Linked DNA regions of Mus musculus: regions 1, 3 and 4 are each linked to region 2. A link is a contact called in public Micro-C data. All regions are on one chromosome and are shown on one strand. Each heading gives the region's core, a stretch centred on a gene start, on an enhancer-like site or on the middle of the called end of the contact. The rest is flanking DNA. Distances are from core to core; before and after follow the strand shown. Region 1 has its middle 38 kb from the start of Gm30365. Region 2 has its middle 18 kb from the start of Serp2. Region 3 has its middle 99 kb from the start of Gm30365. Region 4 has its middle 32 kb from the start of Lacc1.

Evidence for each region. Hi-C and Micro-C count contacts between places; a contact is called where the count stands out from the background.
Region 1: a contact with region 2 is called in a Micro-C map of granulosa cells, with 3 times the contacts expected there. The contact joins two enhancer-like sites. A contact is called at or near these places in 3 of 39 promoter capture datasets (the HPC-7 cell line, frontonasal cranial neural crest and hematopoietic stem and progenitor cells), 1 of 15 datasets of contacts at CTCF or cohesin (large pre-B cells), 11 of 484 Hi-C or Micro-C datasets (the AML12 cell line, bone marrow-derived macrophages, cumulus cells and 4 more) and 7 of 115 datasets of contacts at active chromatin or transcription factors (astrocytes, embryonic basal ganglia, embryonic stem cells and 4 more).
Region 3: a contact with region 2 is called in a Micro-C map of granulosa cells, with 3 times the contacts expected there. The contact joins two enhancer-like sites. A contact is called at or near these places in 4 of 484 Hi-C or Micro-C datasets (bone marrow-derived macrophages, granulosa cells and uterus).
Region 4: a contact with region 2 is called in a Micro-C map of granulosa cells, with 6 times the contacts expected there. The contact joins two enhancer-like sites. A contact is called at or near these places in 4 of 39 promoter capture datasets (the HPC-7 cell line, maxillary cranial neural crest, second pharyngeal arch cranial neural crest and 1 more), 2 of 15 datasets of contacts at CTCF or cohesin (the NIH/3T3 cell line and large pre-B cells), 6 of 484 Hi-C or Micro-C datasets (the AML12 cell line, adipose-derived mesenchymal stem cells, bone marrow-derived macrophages and 2 more), 2 of 115 datasets of contacts at active chromatin or transcription factors (embryonic basal ganglia and embryonic stem cells) and 1 of 9 other capture datasets (embryonic stem cells).

Annotation. Positions count from the first base shown.
Region 1 is chr14:76,873,172-76,879,056 of GRCm38.p6, forward strand. No RefSeq gene overlaps it. Among named protein-coding and RNA genes, the nearest start is that of Gm30365, 38 kb to the left of the region's middle. Within about 2 kb of position 2,055, at least 146 of the 459 cell types and tissues checked have an H3K27ac peak or open chromatin away from gene starts, as enhancers often do. A contact at or near this core is called in granulosa cells, where this site is marked.
Region 2 is chr14:76,571,579-76,578,170 of GRCm38.p6, forward strand. No RefSeq gene overlaps it. Among named protein-coding and RNA genes, the nearest start is that of Serp2, 18 kb to the left of the region's middle. Within about 2 kb of position 4,038, at least 4 of the 459 cell types and tissues checked have an H3K27ac peak or open chromatin away from gene starts, as enhancers often do. A contact at or near this core is called in granulosa cells, where this site is marked.
Region 3 is chr14:76,933,054-76,939,686 of GRCm38.p6, forward strand. No RefSeq gene overlaps it. Among named protein-coding and RNA genes, the nearest start is that of Gm30365, 99 kb to the left of the region's middle. Within about 2 kb of position 3,233, at least 7 of the 459 cell types and tissues checked have an H3K27ac peak or open chromatin away from gene starts, as enhancers often do. A contact at or near this core is called in granulosa cells, where this site is marked.
Region 4 is chr14:77,001,210-77,007,447 of GRCm38.p6, forward strand. No RefSeq gene overlaps it. Among named protein-coding and RNA genes, the nearest start is that of Lacc1, 32 kb to the right of the region's middle. Within about 2 kb of position 3,567, at least 28 of the 459 cell types and tissues checked have an H3K27ac peak or open chromatin away from gene starts, as enhancers often do. A contact at or near this core is called in granulosa cells, where this site is marked.

The DNA.
Region 1 (5,885 bases), core at 805-3,304, 300 kb after region 2:
ATCCAAACCAGTGCTGGCAAAATGCCCACGCCTTGGCAGTGGCAAACCTTCCATTCATAACAGTCTGTGACTACAGTGTGAGCAGAGTCAGGAAGAGAACTACCCGGAACTACCCATTGCGAATGTTCTAGACTTACGAGTCAAAAGTTAGCATCTTTACTTCATGTTGTATGCAGCCTTAGTATCTCATCATAACAACAGGAATTGGACTACTACTGAAGAAATAATATTTATTAAGGACCCTCAATTTTTTCCCCTTTATTGCCCCCTCTCCCTTCCAGTGGCCCTGGCCTTCTGCATGGATAGTTCAGCTCCTAGCCATCCTGAGTGGTTCAACTGGACTGGGAGTACAGGGACAGAGATGACATTTCTCCAAAGCAGTTGCCTCCTCTCTTCCCCACTTTAGGTCCATGTTCATAGTTGTGCAAAATGTATTAGCTTTTACTCTAATTTCCCAAACTCAACTGGAAAATATGATTATAAATGTCTTTCCCTTTCTTGAGACTATCTACAGTGCTATCTGAGAAAGTCAGAAGTTAAACTGACCTCCTCAGGGGAGCAAAGACCTCTGAATTCCCCGTAGAGTAACAAAATGTATTAAACGGGGGATGGTTCAGGCCAGCATCCTAATTTTGCAGATGAGAAAACTGAACCCCAGAGCAGCTGGGAGGCTCTCAGTCTCACAGCTGGCTGCGGCCCAGCTGGGGCATGAATTTGTTTCCTTGGTTTCCTGACATTCTTTCTCCTCAGCTATACTTCCTCCTTGAAGAAGTGATGAGAGTCTCTGATACTTTTAAGTCTGTTGTTGGCATTTCTTTGGGAACCATGCAATGGTAGGTGTTAGGCGGTGGACATACATATAACCACTCGTTATTTATTTAACCTCACACCCATTGTAGACAGCAGAGAACCGAAGGACTGAGTAATGACATCCACAACCGCAACACCCACAACTACAACAGCACTGATGGGGCTGTGCTTCGCAATACAGCTCTCAATACAGGCAGGTATCTGAGGGACAAATGGGAGTCGCAGGAAAAGGAGCTCTGGTTCCTTCCCTCAGTTGGCATGGCAGCTCACGTCAAGTACAGTGGCGTTGTATCTGCCTATCGCCCAAGTTCCCCTACTAAAAAAATGCAAACAGTCAAACCAAGACAAAGAAAATGATTCAATAATGATGGCTGCTTGTCCCATGCTGATCAGTCAAACTGAGAAACAAATCAATTCAGGTCTGGCAGAAGTCCCCGAATGCTGCCGCTTTTCTTGTTATTTTGTTTTGTTTCTTGTTTTTTTGTTTGTTTTTGTTTTTGTTTTTGTTTTTTGTTTTTTTGGTTTTTTGTCTAGTCTTTTTAAACTTTGAATTTCTTCTGTGGCTCTTCATTCCTGCCCAGGGAAGCTGCTTGAATCTTGTTATCCCCATATCCTTTTTCAAGTTCTCCCAGTATTATTTAGTGCATAGGACTGAACACAAGGGACGGCTCCATAATTCCTTCCACAGTCAGCTCCAACCTTTCTTTCTACAGATGCTTCGTTCAGACAGCCTCGTCCAGGAATCAGGTCAGAGCCGTACCAGAGCTTGGCTGCTTCTCTGGAAATGCGGAGTGAACCACAGGATTTTTAGCAGAGCCTGTTTCAGCCAGTGATTGGAAATGATGAAGTGCTTTCAAGATCAGCATCTCAGATCACTCGTTTATGGTTGGCCTAGAAATGAATCATTTATTTTAGGTCTGGGCCTTAAGGGGAAAAAAAAAAAGCAAAATCAAAGCTTGGATGCTTTGTTTTCATGGTTCTCCTTATATCAGGCAAGGAGAAGAGGGAGGGCACTGTGGGCTTTAGTGGGAACGGCAACACAGCACTATTTCCCTTCCTTTGTTGGTAACATTTTCCTAGCTGCATCCACTTCCATTTTATGACTCAATTTACTGTGTTTAAAATTACACCACATTCTTCCTGCTATGCTTAGGTCAACTATACGTACTGTGTATACAGTGGGAAATTCTTCCTCACAGTGCTGGAGAGTGCTATGGCCTTTGTATTTGTGTCCTTGTTGCCATGGTGACCAGAAAAGGTTAAAGCCAGGGCCTTAGAGAGTAGAGTGGCTAAGCAAATAGCTATGACTCGGTGTGCACCTCAAGATGAGGATTAAAATGTCCTACAACCGCTGTCATAAAATTCACTTTCCATTTCTCTCGTGTGGGTTATTGCCTGATATACATATTCTCAAAACCATCTCACTCCACTTGGCCCTTCCTCTGTAAGGTACAGCTTCATGGCCATGTCTCTCTGACGATAACCTCTGCAAATCCAGGAGCAAAGCTTTATATCCACATGTGAAGAAGACACACCGATGAGAATATCAACAAGCCAGCCTATCTTCTTTGTGCCCTCCACTTTAAATCCATTTAGATGAGAATAATAAAGCATCACCCCTGTTTGTTTAAGAGGTTGCTAAATAAACTTGGGCAATGCTTAATAACACGGACTGTGTTAAACATTTACCAGCTGTGAGCACACAGACTCGCCTTTATGTTGGGCAATGATCCCCAGAGCCCCAACTCAATATTTCTTTATATACTTTAGCTGCCCTTGAGTTGAACTTAAAGGGCTTGTTTCAAAATTAACTTTGCATATAGGTAGAGAATGTCACACTTGCCAGGCCCAGGGCTGTCACAGCATGAAGAAAAGAGACCATTTTCTATTTCTAGTTTCAGGTTCAAAAGTAGGCTCGGGAAAGAACCTTCATTAAGTACTTTCCTGTCCCCTCTGCCCATTGCACAAGAGTAACAGTATATCCAGGCCCTTCAATTCATTGTTGAACTTTTAACTTACTTAGTACCTAAGTTTTCCACCATCTTGGTTTTTTTGCAATATATTTTCATGCTGCCAATATAATGGACATTAAGTCATAGGTTTACATTTAGGTGCTTATTTCCTGCTTTTAATGTAACTTCATACTTACTACATTAGCAAATCAAAAATATTTTAGCTTCTATCCTGGCCCCTGTTCTGCCATCTGGTGGACAAATGAGGAAGGGATGGGGATTAAATAATAGACACGTAGTTTTTCCTTTATGGGACCTGTAAGTGCGTCTATCAGCAAGTGTTTAGGGGGTGTTATTCATCAAACGGTGCCCAGGAAGGCACACAATCAAATGTCCTACTCTAGGGAATAACCGGTCCATTCGGTTCCTAGGAAGACTATGACCGGTTATGGAATCGACAGCCTCTTGTCTGGGTTAACAGAACAGTCAGTAAAATGCTTGCCTTACAAAGAGGGCCCTGACTTTAATACCTAAAACCCGTTAAAAAAAATAGCTCAGCATAGTGGCTTAGATGCCTACTAGTGTGGGGGAAGAGAGACAAGTGGCTCCCAGAGGCTCGATGATCAGCCAACCTAGCATGCTTGGTGCCTTCTAGGCCAGGAAGGCACCCTATATCAAAAACAAAACAAAACAAAACAAAACAAATAAAACCCCTTGTATTATGTAAAGGTGGATGGCACCTGGGTAGCAGACTCTCCAGACTGCCCTCTGGCTCCCCCATATAACCCTGCACACATTCAGTCTTCATACACCTTAACACCAACACACACAAACACAGAAAATCAAGGGAGAAAAGGGTTCCAACATTAGAGCTACAAAAAGGGTGACTTTCACTCACTTTAGTAGGGGGTCTAATGACATTGCACCCCTGACTACAGATGCTTTTCTAAGTAATATGGGGGTGGGTGGGAAGGAAAGACAAGAACAAGGGGAGAGAATATTTTGCATTAAGAGGAGAAAAAAATTGAGCACATTAGTATTCCTTAAACTACTGTAAAGTCAATCTCTCTCTCTCTCTCTCTCTCTCTCTCTCTCTCTCTCTCTCTCTCTCTCTCTCTCTCTCCCCCTCTCGCCCCCCTCTCATTAGATTTAGGACCTTGGACATGTTCAGTGAGCATTCTACAATTCTGAAGGATCTCTTTATGAGAAAATTATCCCTGTGCACACCCACCTTTTTATCAAATTTATTATTGTGTGATATGTAATATCCAACCTGTTACCAGTTTGGGGAAAGGGTTAGCCCTTCTCAAGTGAGCTTGAGTAAGCTTGGTGAAATGTCCCATGGGTAACCAAACCTGAATTCCCATCTCCTTCCCAAACTCATAAAGCAGAGACAGCTAGTTCATGCAGGCAACCTCATGGCTGCTAACTATCCCGTATATTCTGTGAGTATTGTGTATGCAGCATGAGTTTGGCTGAAAACACTACAGGGCAAAGGACATGCTGTTTGTGTTAAGAATAACTCGGAGCTCTTGGTTTGGTCCACTGCCATATGCCCTTTGATTTTACAGAGACATTGAAATTTGATGAAGGTACATCGTCAAATTCCAGAATCATTACTCATGGATAGTAAAAAAAAAAAAGTGGTGATATAGCTGCTACACTTCAATGGGGCCCCGGAAATTCCATCCCTGCTTCCTGACTCCTTCACTTAGCATCCTCTTGGCCATAGCTCAAGTGCACATTCGGTCAGAAATAACCTAGGCTTAAAGAGGGGGTGTGAACTCCATGTTTAACATTGCTGATTATAATAATCAATGGGATATTTTGACTACCTTGATATGGGATGCTTTTCTAAACAACATGAAAATTTCTGTTGGTCAAAAATAGACTTTAAAATTATAGCCTCTATGCTTTGTAGTGGTTTCTCTACAGCATTTCCCTCACCCCCATGCCCTCCCCCAGATTCTCAGCCACATGGCAATATGAAAAGCCAATGCATTTTCTTAGTTGACTCCAAAAAAAAAAAAAAAAAAAAAACAAAAAACAAAAAACCAAAAAAAAAACCAAAAAAATTGTGTTGTTTAGTTTCTTGTTTCTTGTTTTTTCTTTGTTGTTGTTGTTGTTGTTGAGTGTCCACAAGGGATCTCAAGCAGTATTTGGCCCATAAGTGATATGCTTTGATCTTTAATTAGAGTGGCCTGAAGCCACTAGGCATTTCTCAATATTGGATAAACTTTTGTTTTATTGAAGTTGATAAGATAGTAATTAAAATATTCCTAAATAATAAAGCATAACACTTGAGAGATGAAGAATTACAAATGAGTGAAAGCCAAACACAGGCACTGAGAGATAGGAACCCAAACAATAGCTTATCCTGTCCCTGTTTCCAGTTTTAATAAATAAAACATCAAAATCATTCCTTAGAAATCTGCTCAGCAACAAGATGGGACTGTGGGTCACAGCTGGTGACATAGGGTGTTTGACCTTTAGTGCCAGGGCCCAGTGATTATGCTGGTGATAGACACGGGACTAACAAAAGGTTGGGCAGCATGAACGCAAGCAGAAAATAATGTGCACATTTATTGAGCCAAATTTACCAGCTCTAAGAATGAATGAGTATCTGTATCTATAGATATAGATACATACACACATATACACATCCCCTGGGTAAGCAGTGATTTCATTTGAAAGATGTAGTAGTTTGGGGTAATCAATAGAGGGGGTTATAATGTGTTATAGTTTAAAATACCTCTGAAATTTTAGGGGTACATTATGCAGACTTATGAATGTAGAATGATTAATCTTGATTGCAAACATAAAGGATTTTAAAATGAGGAGTGAGACAAACCTCTGAGCATGCTTATGAAGGCATTTCTGGTTTAACTGAGTTAGAAAGACTCAGCTGGAATGGAGACGTGCACCATTTCACTAGCACTGGGCTGGGCTGTTGATAAAGGGGAAAGCCAGTTGGGTACCAGTCTGCATCATTCTCAGCTTCCTAGCTGCAGATACAACATAACCAGCCACTTAAATCCCCAGCCCCTTGACCCTGGGTATCTTTAGACCATAATTTACAATAAAACCTTCCTTCTCTAAGGTTCCTCTGTTAGATATTTTGTC
Region 2 (6,592 bases), core at 2,788-5,287:
TATCCACTTATCAGTGAGTACATATTGTGCGAGTTCCTTTGTGATTGGGTTACTTCACTCAGGATGATACCCTCCGGGTCCATCCATTTGCCTAGGAATTTCATAAATTCATTTTTTTAATAGCTGAGTAGTATTCCATTGTGTAAATGTACCACATTTTCTGTATCCATTCCTCTGTTGAGGGGCATCTGGGTTCTTTCCAGCTTCTGGCTATTATAAACAAGGCTGCTATGAACATAGTGGAGCATGTGTTCTTCTTACCGGTTGGGACATCTTCTGGATATATGCCCAGGAGAGGTATTGCGGGATCCTCCGGTAGTACTATGTCCAATTTTCTGAGGAACCGCCAGACTGATTTCCAGAGTGGTTGTACAAGCTTGCAATCCCACCAACAATGGAGGAGTGTTCCCCTTTCTCCACATCCTTGCCAGCATCTGCTGTCACCTGAGTTTTTGATCTTTGCCATTCTGACTGGAGTGAAGTGGAATCTCAGTGTTGTTTTGATTTGCATTTCCCTGATGATTAAGGATGTTGAACATTTTTTCAGGTGCTTCTCTGCCATTTGGTATTCCTCAGGTGAGAATTCTTTGTTCAGCTCTGAGCCCCATTTTTTAATGGGGTTATTTGATTTTCTGGAGTCCACCTTCTTGAGTTCTTTATATATATTGGATATTAGTCCCCTATCCGATTTGGGATAGGTAAAGATCCTTTCCCAATCTGTTGGTGGCCTTTTTGTCTTATTGACGGTGTCTTTTGCTTTGCAGAAGCTTTGCAATTTTATGAAGTCCCATTTATCGATTCTTGATCTTACAGCACAAGCCATTGCTGTTCTATTCAGGAATTTTTCCCCTGTACCCATATCTTCAAGGCTTTTCCCTACTTTCTCCTCTATAAGTTTCAGTGTCTCTGGTTTTATGTGGAGTTCCTTAATCCACTTAGATTTGACCTTAGTACAAGGAGATAGAAATGGATCAATTCGCATTCTTCTACATGATAACCACCAGTTGTGCCAGCACCATTTGTTGAAAATGCTGTCTTTTTTCCACTGGATGGTTTTAGCTCCCTTGTCAAAGATCAAGTGACCATAGGTGTGTGGGTTCATCTCTGGGTCTTCAATTCTGTTCCATTGGTCTACTTGTCTTTCACTATACCAATACCATGCAGTTTTGATCACAATTGCTCTGTAGTACAATTTTAGGTCCGGCATGGTGATTCCTCCAGAGGTTCTTTTATCCTTGAGAAGAGTTTTTGCTATCCTAGGTTTTTTGTTATTCCAGATGAATCTGCCGATTGCCCTTTCTAATTCGTTGAAGAATTGATTTGGAATTTTGATGAGGATTGCGTTGAATCTGTAGATTGCTTTTGGCAAGATAGCCGTTTTTACAATGTTGATCCTGCCAATCCACGAGCATGGGAGGTCTTTCCATCTTCTAAGATCTTCTTTAATTTCTTTCTTTAGAGACTTGAAGTTCTTATCATACGGATCTTTCACTTCCTTAGTTAGAGTCACGCCAAGGTATTTTATATTATTTGTGACTATTGAGAAGGGTGTTGTTTCCCTAATTTCTTTCTCAGCCTTTGTGTACAGAAAGACCATTGACTTGTTTGAGTTAATTTTATATCCAGCTACTTCATTGAAGCTGTTTATCAGGCTTAGGAGTTCTCTGGTGGAATTTTTAGGGTCACGTATATATACTATCATATCATCTGCAAAAAGTGATATTTTGACTTCTTCCTTTCCAATTTGTATCCCCTTGATCTCCTTTTGTTGTCTAATTGCTCTGGCTAGGACTTCAAGTACAATGTTGAATAGGTAGGGAGAGAGTGGACAGCCTTGTCTAGTCCCTGATTTTAGTGGGATTGCTTCCAGCTTCTCACCATTGGATGTAGTCTGATGGCATTGGACATACACATTGCTGTGACATCACCATGCACACCCATCTCTATTGGAACTCCTGAACCAATTGCGTATAAATCCCTCCCTCACCCCACAGCAGAAATGGGATTCTGTTTCCCAAAGGAAGAGATGTGTAAAACTTTTCAGTCACCCATTCTGACATGGCTGGATCTGTGCAGAGAGGTTTAAAGCCCAGAGAGTTCCTAGCTAAGGGCCCACCTTTTGTGAATTCTTTATAGTGGTTAAGGAAGGCACTTGGAGAAATGGTGTCAATACTGAAAGTTACATGGCTGCTGCTTCCTAGAGCCTGGAACTGCTGATTCTAAAAGGAGGTGAGTTCTTGGAAGGTGGGGAATGGCTGCCTGGTTTCAGAGTGTGTTCCTCTGGGGTCTCTTCAAAGCTTTGGAAGGAGTCTTTCCCATAGGCATCTCTGTGTTGAGGTCGGGGCATTTGCCATTATCTTCATTTTTGCATAGACAGAGGTAAGAAAAATAAATGTGTCTCCCATCTTGAAGTTGTTGTTGTTGTCCTTGTTGTTTTTGTTTGTTTGCTTTTGAGCTAGGGCTTCTCTGTGTGGCCTTGGCTGTCCTGGAACTAGCTCTGTAGACCAAGCTATCCTCTTTCTCACAGGGCTTCTTCCTGCCTCTACCTCCCAAGGGCTGGGATTAAAGACATGTGTCACCACTGCTTGCTCTATGAAGTCTTTGTAGACAACTCAATAAGTCTTTTTTTTTTTTTTTTGGCTTTTTCTGAAATTCTGCCACTCTTTTTTTCTGAGTCAAGCATCCAACAGACACTGTACATTGATTGGAAAATTCTTCTCTCTCGGTAAGGCCTGACTTGTTCCCTAATGCTCTCCTTAAGGACAAGAACCTTTGACTCAGCATTTGCCTTACCCAACCAGAATTCCAGGGGCTTTTTACCAGAAAGAATACATGGTTGCACTTTGCTGCCCCCCAGCCCCTCTCTTTCATCCCTCTGTCGTGGTCCTCTCCTGTCTTCCCAGCACCTCGGGGGAATCCCCCCTTTTTCCCTCTAGGCTTCTCAGAGCAGAGCTCTTGTGCTTTGAGGGGCAGCTTCAGAAGTGTGGAAAGAAGACTCCATTGGGACTCAGAGCCGTGAGCTCTAGAACTCCATGACCTAGGAAGGCTTTGTGTGCTCACCCATGAGCAAAGCTTCCTCAGAAGGGTGGCTCTGAGCAATGAGAGCAGATGCTTACTTGAGCTACAATCCACGACTGTGTCAAGGTTTTGAAGTCTGGCTCAGCTGACAGTGCCTCTGGTGCACTGGAAGTGTTGACAAGACCGACCTTAGAGACTTATTCAATAGCTAATAAATGTGGGGCCACAGAGGGCTACAGTGACTTAACTATAAATTTCTATATCCATATATATATATACACATACGCATATATGTGTGTGTATAATATATGGGTATATATATAAAATGTTTCCACTTAGATGTTTTAGCATCACCTATGTTCCTAAATGGAAGGTGCTATGGAATCCAAAACTTCACAGATTTCAGCCCTACTGCTCAGTAGCCTTTCTGCTCAGATGAGGTGGTGTCCTGGGACTCGGACACCCAGGAAGCACACAAGTCTGAGGTGAGACAGTGACCCAAGGAAAGGCATCCTGAGATATGGGGACCAGGAACCACACAGCTCTGGGAGGAATCCTCCTCAGCTGAGGCGTTACAACTCCCAAGGGGAGGGGATCCCCAGCTGAGCTGGAACCTCAGCCTTTTCATAGCTTTCAAAGTTTTTTCATAGCTTTGTAATACCCAAAATGAATTCAAGACCACCCAGTACCTTCCCCCTTCAAAAAGGACTTTCCAAACTGTACTAGCAGGCCAAGTACAGAGCCAGATAAGGAAGCTGGCTGACTAAACAAGTGTAAAAACATAGTTTTAGCGGTCAAAATGATTAAGCCTGCAGCTACCAAAACAATATTAGCTGTTCTCAGAGAAATAACCATAACAAGATTAGCAATTCTCCTGCCCCCTGCCCCACACTGAATTCCGACAAAGACCACAAACAACCCTGACCTTGGTGCGAGAATTCCCTTGACGTTAACAGCTGTGACGTTAATGTACTATTACCTTGCTAACCAAATCATAATAACCCACCATGGGGGGCAAGCAAAAGGGTCAGTTAGTCACTATACAAACCAACCAATGCCTGAAAGGGTCACTTGCTACACCAATGAGAACCCTGTTGCTCAAATCTGCCCCTTACAAAGATATAAAAAGTGTGTTCTTTCTTTGTTCTTGGTCTCTCCTCTGGCCTGCGTGCTGGGAGGGGAGTCCCCAACATGTTGGATCCTCATGCATTTTGCAGCGATGGCAGCGGTCTTTGTGGTCTTTCTGAGTAAGGGTCTTTTGACGAACTACAACAGCTTCTTGTCTTTTTCCACTGAATCACACCAGGTAGCAAATCTCATAAAAGAGACTTATTGGAGAGAGAAGGGAAGAATCCCAAGAGAGAGCAGACAGCAGCAATGAATTGGACAAAGAGCAGGGCTTATATACATAGGGGTTCTTGTGGGGTGGACGGTCTAGTGTGGAGATGTTCACGATGGGGATTGGTTGGATTTCCAGCCCTGAGCTTGGGGAGCTCAGTGATTGGTGGATTTTCCTGTTCAGGGATTGGTGAGTTTTCGTGCTCAGAGATTGGTGGCTTTTGTTCAGACTTTTCACTTAAAATTAGCATGAACTGGGGAGGGTCCTGTTGAGGGGCTGGAGATGACCTTTGTGACAGTTATGGCAGTTTGGAAGGTCTTGGAGAGGGACCTGGGTGCTGTAGCTCCTCCAGCTGGAGCCCTGGCTACTTGGCTGCCTCGAGGGTTTATAATGTTTACAAAGTGGCTTTCCTGATACTTGAGCCCCATGGATATCTAACAAAATGACCATGTCAGTTTTTACCCTTCAGTTATTACTCTCCATCATTCTTGACACTGTTTTTCCTACCATCTTCTCCATTCCTCGGCAGCATATGCTTTTTAAAACATGCTTAGGTTCCGACGGGAGACAGTCTTTTTTGCTATGGGAGAATTATTGTGAAATCAAGAATGTAGGGAACATACTAGGAATGGATTGAAGTCACTGACTACCAGACTCGGTTGGAGATCCTGTAATTATTGTTTTTGCTGTTTTCTTCATATGCTGGTTAATTAATTAATTTATTTATTTTATTTATTTATTTATTTGGTCAACTTGCCACACATTAGAGTCACCTGGAAAGGAGGGACCCTGACAGATGGATTGACCCCATTCCTTTGGCTTCTGAGCAAGTCTGTTGGGGGCATTTTCTTGAGTGATGTAGGAGAGCCAAGCCCAGTGTGTCACCCCTGGGCAAGTGGTCCTTGGTTGTATAAGAAAACAAGCTGAGCAAGCCAGTGAGGGCACTCCTTTGTTTTCTACCTCTGCTCCTACTGAGTTTTTGCCCAGACTTTCAATGATTGACTGTCATTAGGATGTGTCCACCAAATAAATCCTTTCCAAGTCACTTTTTGGTGTGATGTTTCTCACGGTATCAGAAAGCAAGCTAGCACAGTAAAGTGTAAAAGCAAGTGTTCCATAGACTCTGAGTCTCATGTTTTCTGCTATGACATCATTGCCATAACTTTCAAGACCTCTGAATGTGTATCATGTCTCCGTCTCAGCATTCAATATGGCAGAGGATCAGTTTCACTTTGCTTGTGTGACTGTTTATTAAGTGTTGGTCTTCGCTATGGGCTCCAGGAGAGTATTTGCTGTCTGTCATCAGGTCATCGAGGGCTGAGGAGAGTAAGGGAAGATAGTATCAGTGCGATTCAACACACACACACACACACATACACACACACACACACACATACACACACACACACACACACACAAATAGAATTATTCCAGGATCCCCTTAACACTCTGCATTCCACATATCTTTAACTCCATTATTAAAGATGAAAAGTTCAGGGCAAATTAAACTCATATCTGTGTAGTCAAGGGCATAGATTTTTAGTTCAAATCCTGCATTTCTACTTACTGTGTGCTCTAAGTGAGTTTATTATGTTCTCCAAACCTCAGTTTTAGTCACATATAAAACCAGTGTAGTAGTTCTGAGTCTCCTTGAGTAGTGTAGAAAACTCTGGTGCACAGTAGGCATTCAATGAAAACCAGTAATTATTACTAATCAAATGCTTTGGGTAAAGGCTTCACAGAATACAAATTAATCTCCTGTCACTCTCTACATGTAAAAATAATGGGTGTGTGGCCTGAAAGGCTCGGAAAAGGAAGCTGCTTAAATATCAAAGTCACTCAGAGTTCTGGAAATCTCATCTCCTTGGTTTGAAAATAAAAACACAGATCGATCTTTGATGCTAAACCTCCTAATTCTATCTGAACTGTGTTTTCTGAAGGCTGCCACACGACCCACTTGGCACATGTTTACAGCTACATATTCTAGAGGCAATTTCCATTTCCATGTGTTGTTTCACAGATTGTGTTACTAGTGAGTTAGGCAGAATGGAAAATAAGATATCAAGTTGACATCTTGGCTAGATGAAAATACAGATTAATGGGGCAGGGGAATTCACTCAGGGCTATGAGGACAGATACTGTAAGTTGAATGGTAATTTCATCAGAATATGCCAGAAGACACAGGCAAATTGCCAGGCTGAGATCCAACGAATGTGAATGCATTGGCTTTTGCTG
Region 3 (6,633 bases), core at 1,983-4,482, 360 kb after region 2:
CCACTATCCTGCTGCACAAGGAGTTCTGAGCCACTGGAGCAGAAAGCCGCAGTGGCATCCCAGGAAGCGTTCTTTCCCGGGATCTGCTCCACTGAGCATCCTTCTCTCATGACAAGTTGTCTGTGTTGTTTCGGGGCTTTGCCAGAGAGCTTCATCTCAGATATCCGCACTTATTTCTTAGGCCATAAAAATGCTGGTTTGAATTTATTAACAGTAAATTCATGTGTGTGTTCTCCTGGGTCATTTTCACCCTGACAAGAACCAGAGTAACACCAATTAATTAATTAAATTTTTCATTAACCCCAAGAGTACTTTCCAGTTTTACACTTCGCAGGAAATTGTTAGTTTTATTATTACGGCATGTTGGCTTGTGGGTAGCTGGGGTTGCCTTCTTAGATGCTATGCAATTCTTCTACCTCTTACCCTGCTCTGGGAGGTCATTGATCCCAACAAATGAGAACAGGAAAATAAAAAAAAAAATAGATGGCAGAGAGGGGAGCTGAGAAGTCAGCTTCAAGTCCCTTTTGGTTGTCTCCCATCACCTTCTTGCTTCAGACACAGCTTGATCCAGAAAACAGTTGGAACAGAGTACCAAGAGCTGAGGAATATCTCCTCCTCCAACTGTATCCATCCATCCATCCATCCTTCCATCCATATATATATTTATATCTCTCTATATATACATACACATATATACATATATTTATATCTATACATATCTATATGTACATATATACATCTATATACATGTATGTACATGTGTGTGTATATACACACATATATACATACACATATCATACACACAAATGTGTATATATTATATAAAATGATATATAATGAGAATGCATTTTCTTTTTTCAAATTAATATTTTTTATTTACATCTTGATTGCATCTTCCCCTCTCTCCCCACCCCCCCCCCATCCTCCAGTCCTCTCTCTCTCCTCAGAAAAGGGGAGGCCTCCCATAGATATCAACCTGCCTTGGCATATCAAGTTGCAGTAGGACAAGGTGAATCTTCTCCTATTGTGGCTAGGCAAGGCAGCTCAGTTAGGAAAGAGATTCAGAGGCAGGCAACAGAATCAAATGCAGCACCTGCTCCTGCTGTTAGGAGTCCCACATGAAGACTGAGCTGCCCAACTGTTACATATGTACAGAGGACCTAGGTCCATCTCATGCATGCTCCTTGATTGGCAGCTCAGATTCTGTGAGCCTCTGTGGACCCAGGTTAGTTGTGTGTAGGTTTTCTTGTGATCTCCTTGACCTCTCTGGCTCCTTCAATCCTTCTTCCCCCCTTCTCCATGGGATTCCCCAAGCTCTTCCTAACGTTTGGCTGTAGGTCGCTGCATCTGTTTCCATCAGTTGCTAGGGGAAGCATCAGAGATGACAGTTATACTAGGCTTCTGTCTGCAAGTAGAGTCGAATGTCATTAATAGTGTCAATGGAGGGCTCTCTCTCTTTCTCATGAGCTGTGTCTCAAGCTGAGCTAGGTTGTCCATCCCCTCAAATTCCACTACATCTTTATCCCTGCACATCTTGTAGGTAGGACAAATTGTGGGTCTCAGGATTGGTGTACACTCTCTCTATTGGAAGTCTTTTCTGGTTACAGGAAATAGCCATTTCATGCTCAATGTCCCCCATTGCTGGGAGTCTTAGCTAGGGTCACCCTCATAGATTTCTGGGAGTTTCCATTGTTCAAGGTTTCTTGCTTGTGCCAGAGACCCCCCTCCTCCCCCTGTACTGATTCCAGTCTTTTTTTTTTTTTTTAAGAAAGGGAGACTACACAACTCTCTCCATTTTCTAAGACAATAAGTCAAAACTGAGCAGACAAATAGTTCCCTTTAAAAGATGGTGCTAAACGAAAACAACAAAAACAAACAAAACCCCATGTGGGGTTTCTTCTTTGAAGCTTGGTTCCAAAGGCGTGCTGTTTTATCCAAGCTGCAGACCAACACAGTTGGAATGCTCATATCTACATAGGATGCAGTATCACCCAAAGCAAAACAGCTTACATTAATAGATGTAGAACTTACCTGCTGGGTGGTGCAGGGAGGGAGGTAGGGAGGGAGGGAGGTAAGGAGGGAGGGAGGGAGGGAGGGAGGGAAGAGGGGGACAGAGGAAGAGAGAGAGACAGAGAGAGAGAGAGAGAGAGAGAGAGAGAGAGAGAGAGAGAGAGAGAGAGAGAGAGAACCAATCCCCTCCTCTTGGGCAATGTTAGTACATCTCTGAAGATCCAGAAATGAATAAACCCAACAAATCATATTAATATGCTTTATGCATGAAATGATTTTAGAACAAAGAAAAAAATGGATCATGCAAGCTCATTGTTGCCTCTTGTTTATTCTTTCATTTGCACGGGAAAGTAATTACGACAACATCAAGAAAAACTGCATCAACTGCTCATCAATTACCATGCTATCAAGTTCTTCCCCTGCAAAGTCACTGCTACCCACACTCCTTGAGATTCTCTGTTGCTTAGCTTCCCCCCAGCAGCCATTCCACTGGGTAGTGCTGAGCCTCTCTGGTGAAGTCAGCCCAGCGAAGCTTCTGGTTGGCAGACTTCTCAGAAGCAGGCCTGACAGACATTCACAACTCATTCCCACCCATCAGTCTGACAGGCAGCACAGAGCTAAACATCAGTATCTGTGGGAATGCTTCTCTAGACCCAAGCGCACACCAGCCAGACCAATATCAAGGAAAAGAACACATGTTGTTTTGCTAACAGAGTTTAACAGGATAACATGTGTGTTATTCTGCACACATGTGCACACTCTTGCCAAATACAAAAGAAGCCCTGCAGGGCTGCCATGGTGCTCTTCCCTGAGCTTACAGGGACAATCGGGGAACCCAGGGCAGGAGAGAGAGAGAGAGAGAGAGAGAGAGAGAGAGAGAGAGAGAGAGAGAGAGAGAGAGAGAGAGAGGAAGAGACACGAAGAATGAGAGCAAGTCAATCATACTGATCAAGCTCTGAAAACTTTATTCAGGAGTGGCAATGTAAGCATAAGCAAGAGGAGGCTCCAAGGAAGGGGGAAAGAGCCCGGGGTTCTCTGAAGGTCAGGTGGCAATCTTCAGCTCCTGGAACCAACGGTCACAGTGTCCTCTTTTCTCACAAACATTCTTACTGTTATGACCATGAATGTTCTCTCAGGATTGTTTATGTAAGCTAGAAAATATCCACAAGGCCATGGCTGAGGCCATGGCTCCCGGCAGTGCTCTACAAGATTTTAACCTTGACTTGGCTTATGTGTAACGTCCTCCCTCCCCCTCCTCCTCCCTCTCCCTCTCCCCTCTTTCCCTCTGCCCCCTCTCTGTCTTTCTCTGTGTCTCCTCTGCATCTCTCTCTGTGTCTCTGTTTCTCTCTCTCTCTTTCCACCTGCCATACACACACACATACACACACACCATACACAGGCATGTGTACATGAAACAGACTTAAAAACAATTTATTTTATGTATCTTTGTCAGCTTTTTAACATTATTTATTGTCTACTCTGTGTTTGTGTGTGTGTGTGTGTGTGTGTGTGTGTGTGTGTAGTGGAGGTGCACATGTGGAGAAAACTTAAATCTATTCTCTCCTTTCACCGTGTGGATCTGGAGGTCAGAGGTCGGGTGGAGTGACCAAACTCAGGTCATCACAATTGGTGACAATGGCATTTACCTCTGGAGCCATCTCACTGGCCTATATTTTTCTTATTTAAAAAAAAAAAAAAGGCTTCAGAAAACAGAGAGACTTCTGTCATCCTTACATGGCACAGTGCCCTGACACCCCACATGCCTTCTTCCTTTGGTTGCCAGCACAGAAATGATATCTACCCTTTGGACTCAGACTCTGTGAGATGAGTACATTCCATTCCTGCAAAAGGTGTTAGGAAAAATGTTTGAAAAAGCAATGTATTTTCTCCCTCTAGGTTTACGTTCAGTGAGTAAGAGAAGATGCTACAAATGAGAGCTAACTGGTAGGCCCCAATTGCTGCCTGTACCAGCTCTTGGTTTCATAGTTTTATTTCTATAAAGATCTTCTAGATCATACAGTTTGGAAAAATGCAGTTAAGGTGCAGTTAGAAATTGTAATAATGTGCTGAAAGAATTAATGTTCGGTGAAGTCGTTTTTGTGGATAACTTTAAACTGGTTTTACTTCAGTTCCCTGAGACAGAAAACAAACTGATCCCCCACTGAATGTCAGGGGACAAACATTATCACTTACCAAAGAGACTGTTGTGAGGGGGAAAAAATACCTTTTGTATTGTCCAGATGTTAACCATGGAAGCAAAGTCACAATGTGACCTCTCCATGCCCTGTCACGTTAGGAGCAAAGATCCCTTAAGAAAGTGAGCAGAGTTCAGTTGTCACATCTGGGGGGTCCTTTGATGGTCACAAAAAGTCTAGTATTTGTTAAATATACAGATCACCAGTGCTGCTCACTAGCATCTATCCAGACAGACTCAAAGCCAAAATTAACAACTGCCGGTAATAATCTGAAGGCAAATGCTGAGGAGACTTGTGTCACCAGGCAGGCAAATGGAGAGGTCCTACGGGAGTGAGCTGAGGTCTGCAGAAGGACTTGGCCAGGAGTGAAATGGCCAGGGGAGCAGATTGCCCCTTACAGAGTTCCTGCAGCATCTGGCAGAAAGGTGTCTAGATTGAGGCCAGCATCATTTGGGAGGAAAGGCAGGACCAGGCAAACACAGTGTTGGTAGGGGGTCCTGCTCTGAATCATGTACCCTTTAGGCAGCAATGCAATTTGTAGAAGGCAGAATAAAGCTTCCACAGGAGACAGCCATAAGAGAATCCAGGGAAGTTGTTGGGACAGCAAACCAAAGTGCCCCTGAGCAAAAAGAAGAGAGTCTGTGCATTCCTAAGGTGGGGGATGAGAACTGATTTCCTGAGCCATGTCTTCTGCCTACATGTGTGTGCCTTGCCATGGCTAATCCTCACGTGAGCATTTTTGTAAAGACATGGAAGACGGAAGCATCCAGGGATGCTTTTTGAAAGAATACAGCCCAACGGACATCTTAGTCTTATCCCTGTGAGAACTCTGCCTGATTTCTGACTCAACAAAAGTGTAAGTGGCTCACAGCTTTAGATTTATGGTCACAGGCAGGTAGATTTAGTGAGTTCAAGGTTAGCCTGGTTTATATAGTGAGATCTAGGACAATCATGGCTGTATAGTGAGACCCTCTCTAGACAAAAAAAAAAAAAAAAAAAAAAAGATATTACTTTGTTCTTTGTTTTTTTAAATTTAATATAAAAAATTTTAAAACACTTTGAGACTCTTATATGTACATACAATGTTTTTTTTATTATATTCACATCCTCCTACCTCAATATTCCCTGGCACCTCCAAATCCATTCCCAATCTCACCCCCCCCTTCCCAGTTGGTGTTTCCCATATCTGCATGGATGTGGGGCCACTGACAAGCAGAGTCATAATTTGTAGTCCTAAGACACCAAAACTTGAACAATTTTTTTTTTATAACAAGAACAGAAAGCCAGGCCAGAGTTTTCCTCAGAAAGTGCGTAGCCCACACATGAGAGCAGACATTGCCATGGAAAACAGTAAATTACCAGATTTTTTCCTCTTATTAAAAATTGTTTTTCTCACATGATATATTCTCAGTACTGTTCCCCTACCTCTGTTCCTCTCGGTTCCTCCCCACCTCCTCTCCCATCCACATCTGCCCCTTTTCAGTCTCTCATTAGAAAACAGACACGCATCTAAGGGATAATATTAAAATAAAATAATAAAATATAGTAAGATAAAACAAAAGCAAACTGGAATAGGACAGAACAATCCAACAGAAGGAAAAGAGCCCAAAACACAGCACAAGAAACACAGATGCAGAGACCCACTCATTCATGCACTGATGAAACTCAAAAGCTTCTGTAAGGCAAATAAAGAACTCAGGAAGTTAACCTCCAAAGAAACCAAATAACCCAATTAAAAAGGGGGAGGGGGTTACAAAGCTAAACAGAGAATTCACAACAGAAGAAACTCGAATGGCTGAGAAGCAACTTAAAGAAATGTTCAAAGTCCTTAGTCATCAGAGAAATGCAAATCAAAACAACCCTGAGATGCCACCTCACACAAAGCAGAATGGCTAGGGTCAAAAACTCAAGTGACAGCACATGCTGGCGAGGATGTGGAGAAAGAAGAATACTTCTCCATTTCGGTGGGCTCAGGTTCTTGCTTACCCAAGCAGTATTGGGTATGGGTTACATCTCGTAGAGTAGGCCTGAAGTCAAATCAGATATTGGTTGGTTGCTCCTGCAAGCTCTGTGCCACCCCTGTCTTGTGCTTCAGCTGTCCTTCAGCAATCCCTGGGGCCCGCTGTAGTAAGATTGTCAGGCTCTAGTGGGAACATATTGTCCTGACTGGCGGTGACTGTGGTTTTATACCAGCATGTAGGCACATGGATTTGGGATGATTGTAATTCTAGGTTCTGATATCTATCTGGTCTTGTCTTTGTTGGGTGGGTGTTTTCTTTTTTGTTTCTGTAATCAGACTTTTGTCTACTTTGTGGGTTCTTCTTTCTTCCACCCTTCTCCACCCCCTTTACACCCTTTCAACCCTCTGACACTAGATAATAGAGAGAAAAGGATTAAAGAAAAAAAAAAAAAGCTGGGCAAGGTGGCA
Region 4 (6,238 bases), core at 2,317-4,816, 430 kb after region 2:
TTTACTAAACCATTATCACTCACGAAAACGTCATGAAATGATGCCTTTCATGAAAATGTGATGGTGAATCACTGTGTCTTAGTTCATTCTGTGCTTCTGTAAGAAAAGACCACAGGCTGGATAATAGCCTAAAAAGAAATTCATACATCTTAGTAAGAGGCCAGGAAGTCCAACATCAAAGTGTAGCATCAAGCTGGGCTGGGTTTCTCCCCGTTATCCGATAGCAAAGGGTGAGAGGATAAGAGAGTAGGAGACTGGAATTGAGGCTTTAAGCCCTTTTCTAGTCTACATTAATCTATCCATGAGGGTAACACTTCTCATGAGGCAGATTCTCTAACCTGTATATTGGGGATCAAATTTAAAGCATACTTTTTGGATGACATATTTAAAGCATAGCAACTTTTTGAAACAACCATAGGTTCTAAGTCTTTGATGGTAGCAATGGTCCCTATGGTCTAAGGTAGTGATCCCTACGGTCAATATGAAATGGTGCAGTATGGCTTTGGCTTATACTTTTAAGACCAGGTAGAAAGTCTAGAAACTTCTACTTTGTGCCTATAAAACATTTTGTTCTAAAGAAGTGCTTCAAAAACCTTGGCATGTATCAGAATCACCCAGAGGAAGGGTGGGTTTTAAAATGAAGATTGTGAATTCCATTCCAAGAGTTCCTGATTCAGTGGACCACCTGGATGTGAAAATGTACACTTATTAAGTTCTCAGGTGATATCGATGACCACAAAAGCATGCGTGAGTATGGACGGATGACATGCCTGAGTGTCAGCATGATAAAGCCCCTGCCCATTTTGTTGTATGAATAAGGAAGTAGAGACAAGTGGTTAACTGTTTAAGACAGTTAAATAGCTTTTGTTTTTAAGGTCCACTTTGCACCACACAGTGGCTCTAAATTTTAGATGAGATTATGAATTTAGAGTGACTGGCACTATGCTTGGGACCTAGAAATAGTAAATATTATCATAATGTTTTTAATTGTAATAAAACTACCCTTAATAGTTCCAAGTCACATATGCATCATTTTTAAAAGAGTTATTTATTTTTACTTGATGTGTGTGTTTGCAAGTAAGTATGTATGTGTACTAGGTATGTGCAATACACATAGAGACAGAAAGAGGGCATCACAACCCCTCAAACTGAAGTTACAGATGGTTGTGAGCCACCCTGTGGATGCTGGGAACCAAACTCAGTCCTCATCAAGGGCAGGAAGTGCTCTTAACCACTGAGCCTTCCCTCTAGCACATCTCTGCTTCTGTATAAGAACTATTTGTAAGAGCTTGGTCATTTGTAAGATAAATGGCTGGAAAGAGAAATCTCTAATGTCTTCTTTTTTAGATCCAGAAAGCTCTGTTTTTACATTAGTAAGAGTATATCCCACTGATGCTTAGGAAACAGGAACACTTGATGACCACAGCTGGCTTTCTGGTGTCTTGAAACTCTTGTTTGTTATGTATGTTCTCTGGAGTTTTCATCCATACAGAAAAAGTAGAAAGTAGATATGACATTAGGTCAGTTTCTAACTCTGTTCCTAGGAACATACCTTTCTCTTATTTGTGTTTTCCAATACTTTTTTTTTTAAATCCAGGGAACAGAAGCTACATTTAACAGAAGCACTACACAGAGAAAAGGCCTTCGTTCTTTTAATTATATGGTGATCTAATTACAATAATAGGACGGATTACTTATCACACATGGGGGAGGAGGAATTTTAAATTGTGTTGGGATTAGAAACTGCAAATAATTCATTAAGATATCGCTGACTTCACTGAAGAGCCCTGTCTAAGTTCCTGTGGAATGACACGCTTATGGCCAGGGCAGTTTCTCTTTACAATGACAAGAAAGAAAAGCACAGTGGAGATGGAATGTGTGCTAGCAAACAGCTACTGTACGTTACCAGTTTTCCCTCCTTGCTGAATCTTTGCTCTCTGTGCATAAAAATGTTGTGATTTCCCCTTTCTTAGAAAAATCAAAGCTGCAGCTAGGATAGCAGTCCTCAACTTATGGATTGTGACCCCCTACAAAGGACCCTTTCACAGGGGAGGCCTAAGACCATTGGAAAACACAGATACTTACATTATGATTCGTAACAGTAGCAAAATTACATTAAGTAGCAATGAAAATGATTTTGTGGCTGGGGATCAGCTCCGTGGGGATCATTAAAGGGTCTCAGCATTAGGAAGGTCGAGAATGAATAGGCCAGGGAGATAGCTCAGTGTATAAAGTGCTTGCTCGGCAAGCGTGAGGACCTGAATGTATTCCCAGACGTGAGGTGGAGGGACTGGGCATGGTGTCTCATGCTTCCCATCTCAGGGCTGGAGAGGCAGAGACAAATGTAGTGTTGAGGTTCAGTGGTCAGGTAGCATAGCCTTGTCAGCAAGTTCCATGCTCATGAGTGACTCTGTCTTGGAAGGAATAAGGTAGATGGCACTGGGGGAACACTTAGAAAATTTGACCTCTGACCTCTGTGACCATGCACATACGCGTGTGCGCACGAGCTCGAGCCCACACACACGACCTGCCACACCCTCCCACCTCACACATACATGCACAGTTAAATAAGAAATGAGAGAAATGGTTTTCTTGGTTGCTCAGCCCTCTGTAGATGCTGCTCATTTTCTGATTTCTTTGCAGCAGTGGATCCCAGAGATGTGATGTGCTTTTCGTCTCTCAGTTGTCTTTTCTCTTCGGGTTTCTTTGATAGTGCTCGATTTTGAATTACTTTCTCAATTTTGCCTTTGAATATTTAACACGACTGCTTATTTTATCATTGGCTGTTCTTTATCAACCTGCCCTCTGAATCTTCCTCACCATCTTCTGCCTCTAAATGCCCTAGAGCCGATACGCCATTATACATCTCAATAATGACTGCATCGGTGTCCAGATGGTCTCATTTGCTATATGACTTCAGAAGCCACCTATGTACAGAGGATTTTTCAAAAGGTCTCTACCCAGGCCCTTTCTAGTCTTCCTCTCAAGACTACCACTTTATCCTCTGATTCTCTATGTCCTTTTCTCCCTTTCTGTTTCTTCACAGCGTTTGCCCTTTGGTGGTGTCTACACAGTGCATATCTGTTCATTCACATTTACCCCATCCATTTTCCACCCAAATGTATACTCCACGAAAGCACAACTTGGTTTTATTTCTTACTTCATATCTTCACCAGACAGAACAGATTCTACTGTGCTACACATTAAGTGATCAATAAATATTTGCCAAATGAATCACTGATGTCCAAATTTGTAATAATTTAACCCCCGCTTATTTAGGTCAAAAGTATCAAGGAAGAAAGAAGTTCAACTCTCAGTGTTGTTACGGCAGGTGGTCTGAGTTAATTTGCCACAAAATACCAAAAGTCAAGAGGGCTGAACTGAGAGACACAGAGTCAAGTGTGTAAGCCAACGGCAGCAAAAATCCAGCCTAGTTCAAGAAGTTGTGGCTTGGGTTAGGGAAACAATAGAGAAGAAAGGCTGAGGCACAGTACCTCATCTTTCTATCTCTCTGGTAAAGAAAGGGAGGACAAGGGCTCTAAGCAAGGCTAACCAGTGAAAACATAGCAGAAGGACGCTTTTCAAGACCCTGGAGACCTAGCATCTGGTGTCTGCTTCCTTCTGTTCAGTATAGGATCAGAGCTGCCTGCAGCTTAATGCCCAAGCCCAATCCAGTACTGTCTAGTTTCGATAGCCAGGGAGGCTCCATGAGGAATGGAAAGATAAATAAAACACAGCTGTCTTCAGGGTGTCTGTTGACTCAAGTGAGCTGAGAAGACACAGCAGCAACGTTAGGTAACAGGCAGCGTGCTCGACAGAGCGTAGAATCGCAGCAAATCATCTCTCTAAATGAGACTTGGAGTTGTGTTTAAAATAGAGCTAGTCTCTTGAGTAGAAGAAAAAGAACAATTTCCTACTTGTTCGTTGCTTCACCTGCACAGTGTAAGGTTCATGCAGAATTATTCTTTGTTTTGTTTTGTTTTTTGAAGACATGGTCTTCTTATGTGTCCCAGGCTGACCTTGAACTTTTGACCTCTCTGCTTCCATTTCCCTAGTGCTGAATTGCATGTTTGTATGATCATCCATGCTCATTTTATGTGGTGCAGTGGATTGACGCCAAGGCTCCGTGCATGCTAAACAAACACTCTGCCAACTGAGCTACAACCCCAGCCTGCCGAATTGTTTTTGCTTCCTTCTAACACTAAATTGCAGTGATTCTCAGTTCATAGGCATATACCGTGAAGACACATGTCTATGTAGATAATAAAATCGCATTAAGTAGACACTGCTAATTTATGATCAACTGCCACAGTAAGGCTAGTTAAGCTTGAGTCTATGAGTCTATATCAGTGGCACTGGTAATTTATTCATGAGCAGTGTAAACAAATTATAGAGGGAATGCCTATCTGTTTTAAAGGACAAACTGTTTTGAAAGCATCGGAGTTCTTCTAAACAGATAGCAGAAGTGAACACCGGCTCCTCCGAAAACACAAAGTAAGATCCCGAGCTGGGAGCCCCTGAGAGAAGGGTTGGCTCTTCCAATGCTCTGACCCTCAGCTCACCTCAGAGCCCCAGGGAGCCAGAACTTGTTTTGACTAAAGGAGAAACAGAGGAAATCATCTGTAGAATCATGGGGCCAGCAGACTGCCTCCCCCTGTCAACCACTCCTGCTGTCCTCATTGCTCTGGCAGTAAGAAGTGTGTATGCAAGACAGACAACAAAGTCGCTGCAGCCAGGATTATTCACAGGTTATTATGTAAAATTCCCTCATTCCGTAAGATTTATTGAATATTTATTTGCTGGGAGCATTGCTACTCATTCCGGTGTCACCATGGATTTTCAATATCAGGAGTTTATTTAGTCTATAAAAACTCCTCAGAACATATTATAGAAATACCTTGTTACTATACAGTTAGTTTCTTTTAGGAATACTGCCTCACAAGGTCGCATGAGGACCTCCCAGGCCAATGGGGCATGACCAAAATGGAAGCTAGGGAGGTTTGGAAGTGGTAAAATTTACAAAGAGTTTTTAGGAGTGAGTCCAGAATAGCTAAGCTGAGAATAAGATACAAATTGGCATTTAAAACCCACCACCAAATGGATCGTGAGTACAGGGTGGGTAAAGGAGGACAGGAATAAGAGTCATATGACCTGTCAAATGAACAGTCATTCTGAGAGCGGACCCAAAGGCTGATCTGGATGGCTCAAGGCTGCCTGGACACGGTGGCATATAGTAATTTGAAGGCTGAAGCTGGAAGATCACGAGTTCAAAGCTACTCATGATCAACAAGCCAGGGATAGAAAGGTTTCTCTAGACACCGCCTCAAAAGAAAAGACTGCAAAGACGGGCCACGGCTGAATACACAGAGGCAGGGCATTTTCAGCTGCACATTTCCTAATGCTGATCATCTGCGCATCCTTTAGGTTTCCAGCGCTGTCATCTGTTAGTGTTTTACCCAGGCCTAGCTTCTCCCCAGCAGCTCTCTCCAACTCCTCCTACCCAAAAGGAGATAGATCCCCATTGTCCAGATGTCCCATGAAAACACTGCAGTTAACCAAGCCACAGTTCTGCCATGGACACCGAGCTCCTTTAGACTAAGGACCGATTCTTTGCTTGTAGAGTTTATATTGAAACCTTTACAATGACTGAGGAACTCCCCTGTGAGAAAAGCTTTAAAAGGTACACGAAATAAGCCACAGAAATTTCATGTTGGGAAGACTGTGGGAAAAGAAAGAAGAAACCCGTGGGAAAGAAACAGCCTTGGGACTTTTTAGGATGAATGCTCAATAATGCATCATTTATTGATGCCTTCCATATATATATGTGAAGCTGATTGGCATACATAAGATAAAAATGCTCCCAAAATAAATTTAGCTTCTCATATCACCAATATAATCTTCCTAGCTGCTGTATCCTCTGTCCTAATGAATGAGATCACCACCCACTCATCCAGTGACCTTAGCCAGGAACCTGGTGGCCACCCAGCCATTTACCTCAATCAGACTTGATTCTTTGCTGACTTACAAGTGCTATTCTGCCCTTTCCTTACTTTGTTTTAGGTCTAAATATCCCCGCCACCCATCCAGGCTCTGTGGTCATTCCAATGTGGTTTCCATGCGGTAGATCTTACTCCCCTCTCATGAATCTCTATAAAACCATGGGGGCATCTTTCTGAAATGCAAGTCTATCTTTCTTATTATTCTTTCTAGACCTTACAACAATGCCCAAAAGATAAAG